5 separate regions of the Mus musculus genome follow, and all the other regions are linked to region 4. The links are chromatin contacts, called in public HiCAR-type and promoter capture Hi-C maps. All regions are on one chromosome and are shown on one strand. The core of a region is the stretch at or near the end of the contact, and the rest is flanking DNA. Distances in the headings are between cores, read along the strand shown. Region 1 holds the start of Rbm10 (RNA binding motif protein 10). Region 2 holds the start of Jade3 (jade family PHD finger 3). Region 3 holds the start of Slc9a7 (solute carrier family 9 (sodium/hydrogen exchanger), member 7). Region 4 overlaps Gm14636 (predicted gene 14636). Region 5 holds the start of Rp2 (retinitis pigmentosa 2 homolog).

Evidence for each region. Promoter capture Hi-C pulls out the DNA fragments that hold promoters and counts their contacts. HiCAR-type assays count read pairs that join an accessible place to other places.
Region 1: a promoter capture Hi-C map of liver shows a contact between it and region 4, with 4 times the contacts expected there. The contact joins the promoter of Rbm10 here to the enhancer-like site in region 4. A contact is called at or near these places in 8 of 39 promoter capture datasets (the 3T3-L1 cell line, HPC-7-derived erythroid cells, cranial neural crest and 4 more), 1 of 115 datasets of contacts at active chromatin or transcription factors (astrocytes) and 1 of 9 other capture datasets (liver).
Region 2: a promoter capture Hi-C map of liver shows a contact between it and region 4, with 2.5 times the contacts expected there. The contact joins the promoter of Jade3 here to the enhancer-like site in region 4. A contact is called at or near these places in 5 of 39 promoter capture datasets (the 3T3-L1 cell line, 3T3-L1-derived adipocytes, liver and 1 more), 1 of 115 datasets of contacts at active chromatin or transcription factors (astrocytes) and 1 of 9 other capture datasets (liver).
Region 3: a HiCAR-type map of astrocytes shows a contact between it and region 4, with 5 times the contacts expected there. The contact joins the promoter of Slc9a7 here to the enhancer-like site in region 4. A contact is called at or near these places in 2 of 39 promoter capture datasets (hippocampal neurons and pre-B cells), 2 of 484 Hi-C or Micro-C datasets (LSK cells and muscle stem cells) and 1 of 115 datasets of contacts at active chromatin or transcription factors (astrocytes).
Region 5: a promoter capture Hi-C map of liver shows a contact between it and region 4, with 2.5 times the contacts expected there. The contact joins the promoter of Rp2 here to the enhancer-like site in region 4. A contact is called at or near these places in 5 of 39 promoter capture datasets (the 3T3-L1 cell line, cranial neural crest, liver and 1 more) and 1 of 115 datasets of contacts at active chromatin or transcription factors (astrocytes).

The regions. Positions count from the first base shown.
Region 1 is chrX:20,616,185-20,618,884 of GRCm38.p6, reverse strand. Rbm10 (RNA binding motif protein 10) reads right to left here and starts at 1,382. Exons shown (of 24, transcript NM_145627.3): 1 at 834-1,382. It overlaps Ndufb11 (NADH:ubiquinone oxidoreductase subunit B11), which reads left to right and starts at 1,266. Exons shown (of 3, transcript NM_019435.5): 1 at 1,266-1,825. The coding sequence starts at 1,625.
Region 2 is chrX:20,424,265-20,426,964 of GRCm38.p6, reverse strand. Jade3 (jade family PHD finger 3) reads right to left here and starts at 1,277. Exons shown (of 13, transcript NM_199317.2): 1 at 1,135-1,277.
Region 3 is chrX:20,290,507-20,293,206 of GRCm38.p6, reverse strand. Slc9a7 (solute carrier family 9 (sodium/hydrogen exchanger), member 7) reads left to right here and starts at 1,380. Exons shown (of 17, transcript NM_177353.4): 1 at 1,380-1,847. The coding sequence starts at 1,523.
Region 4 is chrX:19,165,869-19,168,568 of GRCm38.p6, reverse strand. Gm14636 (predicted gene 14636) reads left to right here. Exons shown (of 5, transcript NR_168020.1): 4 at 1,627-1,794. Among named protein-coding and RNA genes, the nearest start is that of Mir222, 20 kb to the right of the region's middle. Within about 2 kb of position 1,383, at least 161 of the 459 cell types and tissues checked have an H3K27ac peak or open chromatin away from gene starts, as enhancers often do. A contact at or near this core is called in astrocytes, liver, muscle stem cells and 1 more, where this site is marked.
Region 5 is chrX:20,363,043-20,365,742 of GRCm38.p6, reverse strand. It overlaps Rp2 (retinitis pigmentosa 2 homolog), which reads right to left and starts at 1,262. Exons shown (of 5, transcript NM_133669.5): 1 at 915-1,262. The coding sequence starts at 1,007.

The sequences.
Region 1 (2,700 bases), core at 133-2,632, 1.5 Mb before region 4:
GAAAAGAATCACAGGCAGGAACCCCAGTGGATGAGAACCTGACACAAAATGCTCAATGGCAAAAGAATGAGTCTAATTTTGTTGCATACACAGCACAGAAAAGAAACAAAGTTACAGACAAGCCCCCAAAATAGCCAAGGGCCAGGATCACAGGATACCTATAAGAGACACAATTAAACGGATTTCCCTTTGAATATATAGACCTCACTGTTACAGATACAACTCCCAAAAGAAGAAACGCCGGATATATATATTCTCTGCACCCCCTCCCCAAACTAACTAAGTTGGGGTCGATCAGTAACAAGCCTGCTTCCTGATAAGGATCAGAGGTCAGATACAGACCCCAAGGATAAAAACCATATTCACTTTCTTTCTCCGCGCTTGTCACCCTCATTCCCACCACATAAATGAATAGAGGCCGCAGCCAGAGTATTTCCCCGTGGATAGTTAAGTAACAAGGGCAGTCAGCACAACCCTCCTCTAAGAACACCCCCCGCAAAGTCGCAAACACGCGCGTTTCAAAAGATAAAAAGTTCGGTGGGCAAATACAGTAAGTCACAGTACCCCACTCCCATCTGTCTCTCCCTTCCCCCAACCCGCGTGCACCCATCCCGCGTCCCAATCGCGCACGCGCTTTTGCTTTCATAAGAAAAAAGCTGGGGTGGGGGACCATACCCCCTCTTCAGGTGCAGGCTGTGCAGGCATCCCTCAGCTCTGTGCGAACTCCGAGGGTACAGTCCGTCCCCGCGCCTCTTCTATGCACACCGGCCCTCTCCCCCTCCCACGCGCCCAGCTCCTTTACCTCCGATCCCACGACCCGCAACGGCGCTCACCTTCTCGGCCCGGGCTGTCAAGGGAGGGCTCCCAGGCATCACCTCCGCCCGCCACCACCTCCTTCAGAACTGTTAGTTCAAATGGGAGCCAATGCATGCAACTACCAAGTCCAAGACTGGGAGCAAAAAGGAGGAAAGGGGGAGGGGAGACGCGACCGACGCGTTGCCCTCCCAAGGAAACTCGGTGCCACCTCCTCCTAGCCGGCCACAGTCACCAACACAAAATGGCGACGAGAAGAGAGCCGGCGATCCGACCACCATCCACCTACTAAGGGAGCGCGCTCTGGCCGGCCTTGACGATTGGTTGCCGGTCACCATTGGCTGGCCCTGGCATTCTCTGATTGGCAAGCATATGCTACCTCCCCATTCCCTGTGAGAACGGCCCAGGAGTCCAGAAAAAAGAGTAGCTATTGGCTACCCCTAAGAGGCCCGCTCTTTAGAAGCTTGCTGTCCTTTGAAGTTGAAAGACAACTAGAAGCTCCACCTCTTTCCCTACAGGGCCATCTAGATGTCACCGCTTTCTTCTTACGAAGAAAATGAACAGACCTCTCAAAAACAACTCTCTCCCAGACTAACAGAAATGATAACGTTGATTCGGTAGCGACACGGCGTGGGAGGCAAAATAGAGTCCGCACCTCGCCGAACTCGTAAACAAACTTAGGCCGGGGATCTATTTAGCAAGGTAAGGGCGGAGCGACAAAAATCGCGCTGGGATCAACCGCAGCTGCGCACATTGTATTTCCGTCTCCCTCCCCCCCCCCGCCCCCCAGGACTCCGCAGTACAAGCTGTCATGGCGGCCCGACTGTTAAGCTTGTATGGTCGCTGCCTGTCAGCAGCGGGGGCGATGAGAGGGCTCCCGGCTGCTCGCGTTCGCTGGGAGTCCTCCAGGGCTGTAATCGCCCCATCCGGTGTGGAGAAAAAGCGGCAACGAGAACCGACCATGCAGTGGCAGGAGGACCCAGAACCCGAGGACGAAAACGTCTACGCGAAGGTGAGAGGGAGGGGGGAAAACGGGACGCTGTAGGGGCCAATCTGGACCAGGGAAACCAGTGTCAAAGCGGACATTCTCCGGCCCGAGATTTGAGCAGTGGACAAAATCTTCGAATATTCAGAAATTTTGCCTAGCTTGTTTTTCTCTTTCGTTGCCTTATTTGCAGTCAGAAATCACACTGAAAGAGGGCAGCACCCAAAGCATGTTAGAAACTTTATAATTAGGGTAATACTAAACTCTAAGGTAACACGTGCATAATGCCAGGCTGTGCTAGACACTTTGTATCTATTTACTCATCTCAATTCTAAAGTAGCGTGATTTTGAAGTAGGCACTATAACTGTTACTGAAGTAGGCACTGTAACTGTTACAGTGACATAGATGAGGATACTAAAACACAAGTTGCTAGCCCAAGATCACAGCTTGAGTAGGTCATGGAGCTGATTATTTGCATTCAGGACTGAATTCCTGTGCTTTATGGAGAGCAGAGATTCTGGAGTCAGACATCTTGGGTTGAAAATTATTCACTTGTATGACCTTGGACAAGTAATTTAATCTCTTGGTGCCTCGGTTTCTTTGTAAAGTGAGAAAAGTACTAGGAAAGCTAAGAAAAACACACCTGCTTCATATGAGTCAGAATGGTCACTGCAGCTCTTACCACTTACTTCAGAAGTACTCCAAATTAGAAGGTGTTTATTATTGCCATTTCCACTCTACTGAGGATATTGTGAGGTTTGTGTTTTTGAAAAGGCCTAGTATATTCAACATTAACATCTGATTGAAGATCTTAAATTATTATAGGGTCCTATAGAATAAGTGGACCCATAGGAAATTGCCAATATCCAAACATTTTTTTAATCTTTATAAATAGCACTTT
Region 2 (2,700 bases), core at 28-2,527, 1.3 Mb before region 4:
TGGTCGACCCTTGTGCACATCTTTCCTTGTGACTCAACGCCAGTGGAGTGGTCAAACAAGTTTCTTGTGAAAGCCCTACAAGGTACGTATGTCCTAGGGCTGCAAAGAGATAAACTCTTAAGTGTATCTTCACATGCCACCATTAAGGACACTCACTAAAGAGTCCCCCCCCCCCACACTTTCTTCCCACCCCACTTTCTTCCTTACAAATAATGAACGCTGTTTGCCCTGTGTAATTTAAAGCCCAATTCCACCAAAACTCTGCTCCGAAAAGCAGGAGGAAAAGGCTGGGAGGATTAAAAAAATAAAATAAAATAAAATCGATGTGGCTCCCTCAGAGGAGCTGGAGAAAAGTTAACAACTATGCCCGGTGGCAGAAAAATCTCCCCTTAATTGGCATATCCCTGGCGATTTTCCCACCCCTAGACCTCAGGGCGATTGCGGGCTTCGAACACTCACTGCGTCCTAACAATGACTGGAGAAAGGAAAGTTCGAGGACGGAAGGGCACCCGCACTCCCACTAGGTTGGCATTTCAGCTCTCAGAGTGCCTGGTTGCTCCCCACACTGCCCGTCTTGCCCTCTCCGGACCCTCAGTATCTTCCCGCTCCGCAAGGCTCAAACAGCCAGGGTGCGCCCTCTCGCTGCTCGGACCCGGCAGCCACAGGCAGCAGAAAGAGCATGCCCTCTAGCCCCGAGGTCTGGCCCCAAGAGTCCCTGATAGCACAGGACAAGCACGGAAAGGGGCACCCGGAGGGGACTCCGAAGGGAACGGCCGCCACAGTTATGGCGCTCAACGCCTCCGGAGGTGTCCGGGAGGCTGTAGCCCAGCTCGTGTGTCCGTGTCCGCGCGCCCCCCCCCAACCCCCCGCCCGGGCCACCGGGCACAGCGCGCCACCAGCAGCGGGGCGACTGGGCACTTTACCTCAGCCCACACACGCTCTGTGTTCCGGGGCTCTCGGGGGGACCCCGGGGCAACCGCTACGTGGAGCTGGAGCGACCCCGAGGGTGGCAAGGCCGGGACCCCAAGCTCCACGCCGCTCGCGTCCCACTCCTCGAGGCCGCCACTCCCGCCACTAAACCCGCACTACGCCCACAACCTCGCTGGTGCCGAGGCCACCCTCGAGAGCGCCTACCTCCGGCGCAGCGTCTCGCTCCGCTCCTTCCTCGCCGCACACTGAGGGCCCCCTCAACGTGCCGGGCGAGTCTGGCTAGGGTGGTAACCGCCCCCTAGCCGCCTGCTTTCTTCTCTTCCCTCCCTCGCACCTGCCCCCTAATCTCACCCCGCCCTCCTGGCCGGGCCTTCCGAGGAGCCGAGGGGGCCGCCCCCTAGCGCTCTGCTCCCGCCCCCGGCCCTGGCCGCCTGGCCCTTCAGGCCTCAGCTCTGGACAGGCTGCTGGGCGGCGGCGGCAGCCGAGGCGGCGCGGAGCACTATTGTATTCCTGACACTGTGCGCTCCCACGCTCCGCCTCTTCCCTTTCCTTCCTCATCACTGCAACTCCCCGCCCCACCCCCCCCCACCTCCCCCCACCCCCGCCGGCTGCGCTCGCCCTACCCGGCTGACTCCCCGCCGTCTGCTCGCCGCGCGATCTTCTGGCGGGCTGGGCGCCGTCACGAGCGCCACCGGCTTCGAGGCTCCACCCACCTCAAGCTCCCGCACGCGCGGCGCGGCGCTTCAGGTGGGTTCTCCTCCCCTCCTGCTGCGCGCGCTGCTGCCCTGAGGCGTCCCAGCCCTGCTAGGCGCTTGGGCCAGCGAGGTGCACTGGCTCCTGCTCCGGCAAAGTCCAGCCTGAGCTTTCCCACCCTCCTGACTCGATTGTAAAGTTCTACGAGTGCAATTCGTCCCTAAACTCTAAGACGACCATTATTTCTGACGTTTAGACTTGAAGCATGGATAAATAATAAAAGCCAGGAGGCAATTGACAACACATTAATCCAGTTGTGAGCAAAAATGCTTTATGATGGGGTGGGACTTCTTGATTTCTTTTTCTTTTTTTCTGATGTCGACTTAGCCTACAGCTCCCAGTTATTCAAACCCTCGTCCAGGTGTTCCTGGGGAGATATTTTGGTACTATAATTAAAGATCGGTTGACTTAAAAGTAGGGGTCGCCGTCTTGGATAGTTTAGGTAGGCCTATCAGAATTATTTGGAAAAAAAACTTTAAACTAGGGCTGAGACAGACAGAGAGGGTTGGATAGAGAATGTAAAACTGGTGTACAGAGCGAGTTCCACTACAGCCAGGGTTATACAGAGAAACACAAACAAACAAGAAAAAGTTCACCATGAATGCCTGCTTTGGTCTATTCTATGCCCCTGCGTTCCAGCTCCCTGGTCATCTGCCCTGCAACTTTTTGTTTTGCTTAGCCATTGTCACAATTATGGAAGACAATAGCGTCAAATAAATAAGGGAGACATGATGTATAGTAGTAATATATAAAACAAGTGTACATAATTTACTACTGGTTCCTGGACCTTTGAAATACAGATGCTTGAAAACAACTTTTTTTAATTTACCTTGCTAGAATTGAAAATGCATCATTCACAATTATGATGAATTAATATAGTTATTTTCACTTATATTTCTAGGTTTAAACAGAAATGTGAGCTCTTGTATTTTGTCTGTTTTTCATATTGTAGATATGATTCTACTTTATTTTATGTAAGTCTATGAGTGGTAAAATATTTAGTCCACAATTACTGTT
Region 3 (2,700 bases), core at 131-2,630, 1.1 Mb before region 4:
TGCTCTTCCCAAGTCAACTACTTTATGTGAGAATTAGTCTTCTGGTTGTCTGCTGTTAGAAGAAACCATTTTCAAATAGCATGGTCAATTAAAATAGGTCCAAATATTTCATTATCTCAGTTTGAGGCATGAACTATGCACAGTGAGGTGGTTCTTGTTTGCAGTGTCTCATATATTTGTGGAGGAGTAGCAAAAGATCCTGGCTAAAATCAAGATGAAGAGATTCCATGGTGTGAAGAAGGTACTATGCAGTTTTGTCTAAATGTTCACCTAGAGAGGATGTAGGTATGTTCTGAAGAGTTTCCCTGTGTCCTTCAGTGAATTCTCCTGACTGTAAAAACTCCTCTGGCCAAAAAAGCATGGGCAGTTGGTAGGGATCTCAGAGAGAGATTCAGCAAATAGAATGCTCAACATCAGGAGGTGACTGATCATATTAAGCTTTCTTTTCTTCCTTGACTTGAGAAACAAGGTGGTTGCTCTAGTTAGTCTAGAGAATAACTATTCTAGTTATTAGAATTTCTTCCAAAAGCTTTTGTCTTCTGAAGACCTTGTCCTAATTCGGAGCTGGGCTTGATCCTAAAAGCTTAACTAAAGCCCCCCCCCCCTTGTTTTCAAAGTTAACAGGAAGACAGCATTAAAAGGGTACCCTTGGTACACCATCTGCAGCTCTTCTACACAAAATGGCAAGAGTCTTTAGTTCTCTCTAATTCAACCCTCTTTCCCCAAGGGGATTAGTTGCAATCTAGATGCTGGAGGTATTTATTTCATGGCTCTCACGAATTGCCCTTACAACCCTGAAGCTGACTTGAACACAGTTTATTTGAATAATGCCTAAAAGACTCTGGGGAGTTCTGAAACTCTGGATACAGCCCGAAAGGTGAGAAAAATTGAAGTAGGTGGTGTGTATGTGTGTGTGTGTGTGTGCGCGCGCGTCCGTGTGTATAGACAGTGACATGACTTTGTAACTCCTGGGTACCCCCACTTTACTGGGCTCAGAGAGGCCACAGACCCCTGTGACTTCAAACTCTGAGCGTGGCGCTAAGGACAGGTCTGGAGACCTAGCAATGAATTGATCCAAGTTGATGTCCCTTGCCAGGAGCGAATGACCTCTGCCATCTCTTTTAGGTGACGTGGTAGCTACAACTCAGGAACTGGCTTGCCGACCCCAGACAGTCTGACCAGGTACGCTTGGACACGGCCAGCAGCTCGGTGGCGCAGTGGAAGGGCTAGCCGCCCTCCTGGCAGAGGGAGGATAGAGCTCGCCCCGCCCGGACAGCCAGCCTGGTGGCCTTGCTGCTCCTCTAGGCGGGGGATGAACAGGTGCGCGGGCGGGGGGTGGCGCTTGGGGATCCTGCGCACTGCGCGTGCCCCTCCCCCGCAGCTTGGCGCAGCCCTGGCCAGGCGCGAGCAGCGGGAGGAGGAGCTGCGGCTGTGGCCACCGGGGTAAGTCCGCGGCACCGCTGGAAGCTGCCGACGGCGCGAGCTGGTCCCCGCGTGGAAGAGGCACGGGCGACCCGGAGTCATGGAGCCTAGTGACGCGGCGCGCCCGGGTCCCGGGAGAGCTTTTCGGGGGCTGTCGCCGCGGCTGCTGCTGCTGCCACTGTTGCCTGTGCTGCTGGGTCGGGGGCTGCGGGCTGGGGCCGCGGCCTCCTCTGGGGCGGCGGCTGAGGACAGCAGCGCCATGGAGGAGCTTGCCACCGAGAAGGAGGCGGAGGAGAGCCACCGGCAGGACAGCGTGAGCCTGCTCACCTTCATCCTGCTGCTCACCCTCACCATCCTCACCATCTGGCTTTTCAAGCACCGCCGGGTGCGTTTCCTTCATGAGACCGGGCTGGCCATGATTTATGGTGAGTCCCCTGCTACTGCCACGGCCCAGGTCCCTAGGGCAGCTGGCCGTACTCCTCCCGGTGCCGCGCAGTGCTCCTGCTTCACTTCCAAATGAGTTTCTTCATTTGCGTTTCCCGCTGAGACGCTGTGGGTTTCCAAGGTCAACTGTCTGCATTTTTCTGGCTTTCTGCAACGGTTAAAAAGCATTTTGTGTGTGTGTGTGTGTGTGTGTGTGTGGGGGGGGGGGTGTTCCCGTTTCGACGTTTCTTTACTAGGAACTAAGATGAAAGATACAGAGGTGGCTCCTTGATCCCTTTGCTTCATTTTATCTCGGTTGTGCTGCTCTCCATCAGCATTGATTCCCCACTCCCCGCCCCAGTTTAGATCTGCAAAAGGTATTGGGGGATTTCCCAGGGAGCTGTGCCACCCCAGGGGACAGGCCACAGAGCGTGAGAAAGAGGGCTGAATGTAAATCTTGACTTGGGTTGCTCATGGTGGTCATCGCAGGTTGGTGCCCACTTCTGATGTTTGTGTTCTTTCATTTCTTGTTAATAAAGTGCAATGAGGAATACAGAGAAAGATGAGCGTGGTTTAGGACCCAGACTGATGACACCACAATGTCAGGCCTAACTAGAGACAGGTACCCTTATGTCTCATTGGGAAGTTATGCCTTTTGCAAGTCAAGGGTAGCTCTTATAACCCTAAAATATAACATACATTTCTGAGTTCGTGGAGAGAAAAGTGATGGTTTTAATCTTGGAGTCAGTCCTCTTTTGTTAAGGATGGGCTGATCCCACTATCCTTTCTGGATTTAGTGATTTAGTAGTATACAGCATATTACATGGGCAAGGCTAGGACATGGATAATAACAGC
Region 4 (2,700 bases), core at 134-2,633:
GGCTTAAAATATAATCTTGGAGCTTTCTTGTTTACCTGACTGAATGCTTTGAAACCTATTAGAACATGCATTCTGATCCTTAAATGCATGAGCTAGAAAAGAAACAAAAAAAAAAAAAAGGAGCTTGTCAAATCAACTACAACCACCAGTCTAATAAAACTGAGTCACATCCAAATGGGCTGTACTTACACTACCCTCCCATTCTGGGGAAAATTTGGCCAGGGGAGGTAGTGTGAGTCATCACCTGGTTTGTTTGACATATGCTTCCTTCCATAAATTGGGAATGGCAAGAAGCACAGTGCTCTGGGCTTGCCTTGGAGAAAGAGTTATCACAGCTTTGCCTGAGAAAAATTGGGTGTCTGGTTTGGAAAGAAGAGATTGAGCCTGTGTTTTGACTTTAGATGTCGGTAAAGGGGGAGAATAAATAGATCCAAACAAGGAACATTTGTAAGTACCATTTTCAGAGAATTAAGAAATGATAAGGGTGTTTGTGTGTGTGTGTGTGTGTGTGTGTGTGTGTGTGTGTGTGTGTGTGTGTGTGTTTTCTGAGGCATAAGTGTTATTTAAGAAAAATTGAGGGCTGGAGAGATGGCTCAGCCATTAAGACTAGGCTTACAACCAAAAAAAGAAAAATTGGGGGTGTTAAAATAAATTGGCAGCTACTTCATGAAGTGGGCTTGTTTACGTAGCAAAAGTGTTCTTTATATGAACAAATGAAAATAGATGGGGACATGATTTGTAGTTAGCATAAAGATTTGTCCCAAGGATGGTTAAATTTGCTTAATTTGTATAGTTGTCTTTAAAAGAAATGTGTTTGACTTAGGAATTGTCTCTTGGGGCCCTTTGCTGGGAGGGAAGAGAAGCTTATACACCTCTCCCATCGGCAAGCCTCTGTGGAGCTGTACAGAACGGAGCTTAGGATGGGCAATTGCCGGGGAGACCGTCAGAAGCGGGATGAGCAGTTCATTTATAGTTGAACTGAGTTTCTAAACTCAGCCTCTGCTTTGGCATTATTTTTTAATACATGCCAGACATTCTTCTGATTCCCATCTTGGCTGGGTTTCAGCTCCTTCTTTGTCTGGGTGAGGCTAGGGTGTTACTTGTTTTAAAGCTTGAGTTGTCGCAGCCGGGGTATTTTCTGTTTCGGCTTATGACCACCACCCCCCTTTTCCTGAATGAGTGTCCTTTGTATAACCCCAGTAATTCAGAAATTCTACAGGCATAGGGACTGCCCTGTCATGTGACTTAGGTACTAGGTGTTGGTTGTGATTGGTCAGCAGCTAATTGTCAGTTCCCTATAAAAAAAAGTCCCGTGTTAGGCGACTGTCCACTCTCCACTCTCCCGCTGGCTACTGCTCATCAGGAGCAAGATGGGGGTGGGGACTGTCCAATGATTCCTCTGTGTGATAGATGACCAAGTGGCTGCAGTCGTGGGGGTCTACACAGCAGTGCAAGATTGTTTGTAGCTGATTTGATCAAACTCTGGCTTCCTGAACTGGTAACTGTTACTTTAATGCAGCTTACTGATTAAACTGAGAAAAATGTAGCTGAAAATGTGTGCCAAGAACTTGTGTGGACTTATTCCCTGTCCCCTTTTTCCCTTTTGTCTGATTCATTTTGTCACAGGAATGAAATGCAGATAACTCGTTAGCAAACTTTTGTGGGAAAAAAGTGCCTTGTGCGATCAGAACAAAGCCGTTTTATAATCAGATTTACCAAGCTGAGAAGAGGGAGTTTCAGCAAATGGAAGCTTCAGCTTTCTGTCACCAGGAAACACTGCGTTATCCAGAATCGGTAAGTGAAAAGTGGCATTGTCCCTAATAGATATCATATGGTGTGTGGGAGAATTGCAAAATATATATATATATATAGGATTTTAAAAGCAGGCAGCCCCACCATATAACATAAAAGCTGAGACGTTACCAGGTAATTAACAAAATGAGATGTGAGTTACTAGTTTAGCCAAACATATGTAATAGAACTAGATCTTACTTTTTGAACATGGTTTCCTTTTCAGTGGGGCAAAGCATGAAATCCAAATGGGCTGTTTGCTTGAGTTGCTACACTAACTTTCCATGGATAGAGATTTGCATTCAGTCTGAGTAGCGAGTCGAAATGTGAAGAAATACTTTCAGAATTAGTCGGTTCCTTTGCTTCCCCATTGTGTCAGATTTTATCTAGATCTTTACAAAATGAAAGTAGAAGCAGTGTACCAAAAAAATCTGATTGTGAATGGCAGATTATGGTGGTCATAGAATTTGTTTTGTATTCATGTCATGATTTTAAGATTGTTCTGTTTGATTACAGTTCTGTTCTTGTTTTGATAAAGCAAAAGGGTGCTGATTTCCATACAGTTCATAACTTTTTTAAGATGGTAATGAGCAACTAACTCTTAATGGTGTGCTACCCGTGTGTCTGCCTGTCTTTCTTTCTCTGAAACCTGAAATTCAGTTTTCTTGTTTTGAATCTGAGCTGCTCCTATTCCAGAAAAAGACAGTAAAGCTGTGACTATCTGTGTTCCAAAAGACACCGAGATAGCAGTTTTATATTAGTGTGAATGTTTGACTTCTCTGAAATATGATTGCATAAAGGTTGTGCCCAGCAAGCATATTAGGATAGTAGGTGGCTGCTTGATTTTTGTCTGTTTCTTTTTGGTCAGTAGAACTAATCATGTGATATATACTTACAAAGAGTTAGATG
Region 5 (2,700 bases), core at 13-2,512, 1.2 Mb before region 4:
TTGTTTGAGAAACTATAATAATTGATGTCTATTAAGTGTTTTACAAAGCAACTACACTAAGAAGAAAAGAAGAACTTTGTAGAAAGAGGAACCATTGTGAAATGTATGCCTAAGTAAGTGTGTTTTGTGCAAGATTAGGAGACTTTTTCAAACCTTTTGAGATATATATATATATATATATATATATATATATATATATATATATATATATATATATATATATATATATATATATATATATATACACACACACATATGTATATATGTGTGTGTGTATGTGTGTGTGTACATATATATATATATGGCATTTTCGTTCATATAAAGCTGCAATAATAAACTACTTCCTGGTTTGTGTTGGGTACTTTCACCTTACACAATACACTCCAAGACTGCCTCAATTTTCATTATTCTTTTCTGATAAATGGAAGACGAGAATAAAGGTAGACATGAAACAGTCCATTTAATAACTGAGTAACACCAAGAGGCACCAAAAGCGATTTTCAGAGGAGAGCAGACAAAAGAGTAACAGCTTGGGAATACAAACCGCAGAAAAGATGAGAACCAGTCTTGCGTGTGTAATTCGACCACTGGACCAAACCCCTTTGGCCAACGCTGGTGAAATGAGCTGATTGGAGATTCAGCACCTTCCTGGCTCTTTCCCTCCCTGGAGTCCTTTCTAGAATCCGGAGTCGGGGTGCAGAGCCTACAGAGAGGCCCTGGGAGTCTAGTTAGGCTGACCACTAACTCTATGCCTCCTTTGGGCCCTTCACATCCCGCCCCCAAAGTCGTGCGACTTCAGCTGCCTGTGCGCGCCAGTGAAAGCCAGTTGTGGGCCACCCGCCAAACTGCCCGCTTTCATCTGCTGCAAAGGGCAGCCGAGGAGGGCCCAAAGCAAGGGATCCCCAAAACATCACCTTCTCCCGCTGGTCCCAGCTGTACAGCTTGGGCTGCTCCTCCTCTCCCTCAGCCTTTTCACTCTTCCTCCTCTTAGTGAAGCAGCAGCCCATGGTGCGGCCTAAGGGTCTTGGTAGTGGACCCCACTCGCTCAGACACCTTTCAGAGGGTGGCGGGAAGCCAGGGTGACTCGGCCAACAGCTCCCCGGACACCGCCCAGGGGAGCAGCCCCGCCGCCAGGAACCCTCAGCACTCCCGCCAGGCCCAACACCCTTCTCCGCCCAACCCCCTAGGTCTCCGTGACGACCTATGGCAACCAATAAGCGGGCAGCAGCCTCTGAGCCAATCAATGCCTCGCAAGCTGCTCTGCTCCTATGAGCTCAGGCCAAAGTATTCATTCACCAATCCTACGTCAGCGGGGGGCTGGCCAGCTCAGGTGCTCTCACCGAGGGCCCCGTCCCCAGGTCGGTCCTACTCCACCCCCAGCTTCTCCCCTCTAGTGAACTAGGCTGGGCTAGCTGGCTGCTGTTTGATTGGGCTGAGTACCTTTTCCTGACCCGGTGCTCAAATTTCGAAAGTTTCCAAAATTTAAGCTCTGGAGGGGATGCCATACAGAGTAGTGGACTTGTTTTATGACAAAAATTGCTAGGGAAAAAAATCTTGCTGATTTTGTAAAACAAATTTGTGTCCTTCACTCCTCCCTTTCAGTACCTTTCTAGGGAACCCACAAGCTTCTGGTCGAACTGTTCATGTCTGGTGTCTGTAGAGGTCAGGAGAGGGCTCAAATCTCCTGGTTACTAATAGTTGTAAGCCATCAAGCAAGTGCTAGGGAGCGAACCTGGATCCTCTGCAAGAGGAGCAAATGATCTTAAACACTGAGCCATCTCTCCAATCCTTTGAGGGATGTCTAAAAGCTTCCACTTATCTCTCCAAAATTGGACAAGTATTTAGGATAAAAACCTAGTATTGTCTCCTTACTAGAACAGTGAATCTGGGAGCAAAAGGATATTACAAAAAGGCATGTACCTTTGAATCTCTCAGCTTATGCATCCAATGACAGAAGCACATATAACCTTTTTCCAATCTCTTCCAAAAGACAGTAGTCCAACTATAGAGGGTAAGAGAGGCATGTTGACTCACCACAAAGGAGCTTTAGGAACTCAAGCAGTGCAAAGTCTAATAGAGGATATAAACCCTATCATATAAACAACCTGATCTGTTCAAAGCAAATGGTACAAAGTTCGCGTGAAAACATAAAAATATACACAATCATTAACATTTGTTGTATTTGGGTGGACTTTGAGTACAATGCCCATGTATTGCTTTCATAATAAGTTGATTTCTCTGAGATACAGTATTAAAACATCATGATAAGACATCAAATGCAGACTAGCACTTTCAAATTTGTTTATCTTTTTACTTGACCATACCTATCACATTTAATGTAGATTCTAAAAGAGCCTCTGACTCAATTTGGGCATTAAGATTGTTCCTCCTTTCACTTCCTGCCCTTTTTGTACAACCAGGAAGAAGGGTACAGTGCTTAAGAATTATAAATGACCTGAAAGTTAAGCTCCAGGTCTTGGACAATAAAAGCTGTGCATTACTGCCTTTTTCTTCAGTCAGATCAAAGTTCTATGTGAGGATAGTTTTGTATTAGAGCCCTGCTGCTAATTTATATTCATAGAATAGCAAAAGTTTGATCACTGCAGAGTGCAGAATAAGAAGCTGAAATCCAGGGATGAATCTGTGGTCACAATGAATGGAATTGAGCAAGAACTAGAAAAATTCAGATCCTCTGTCCCT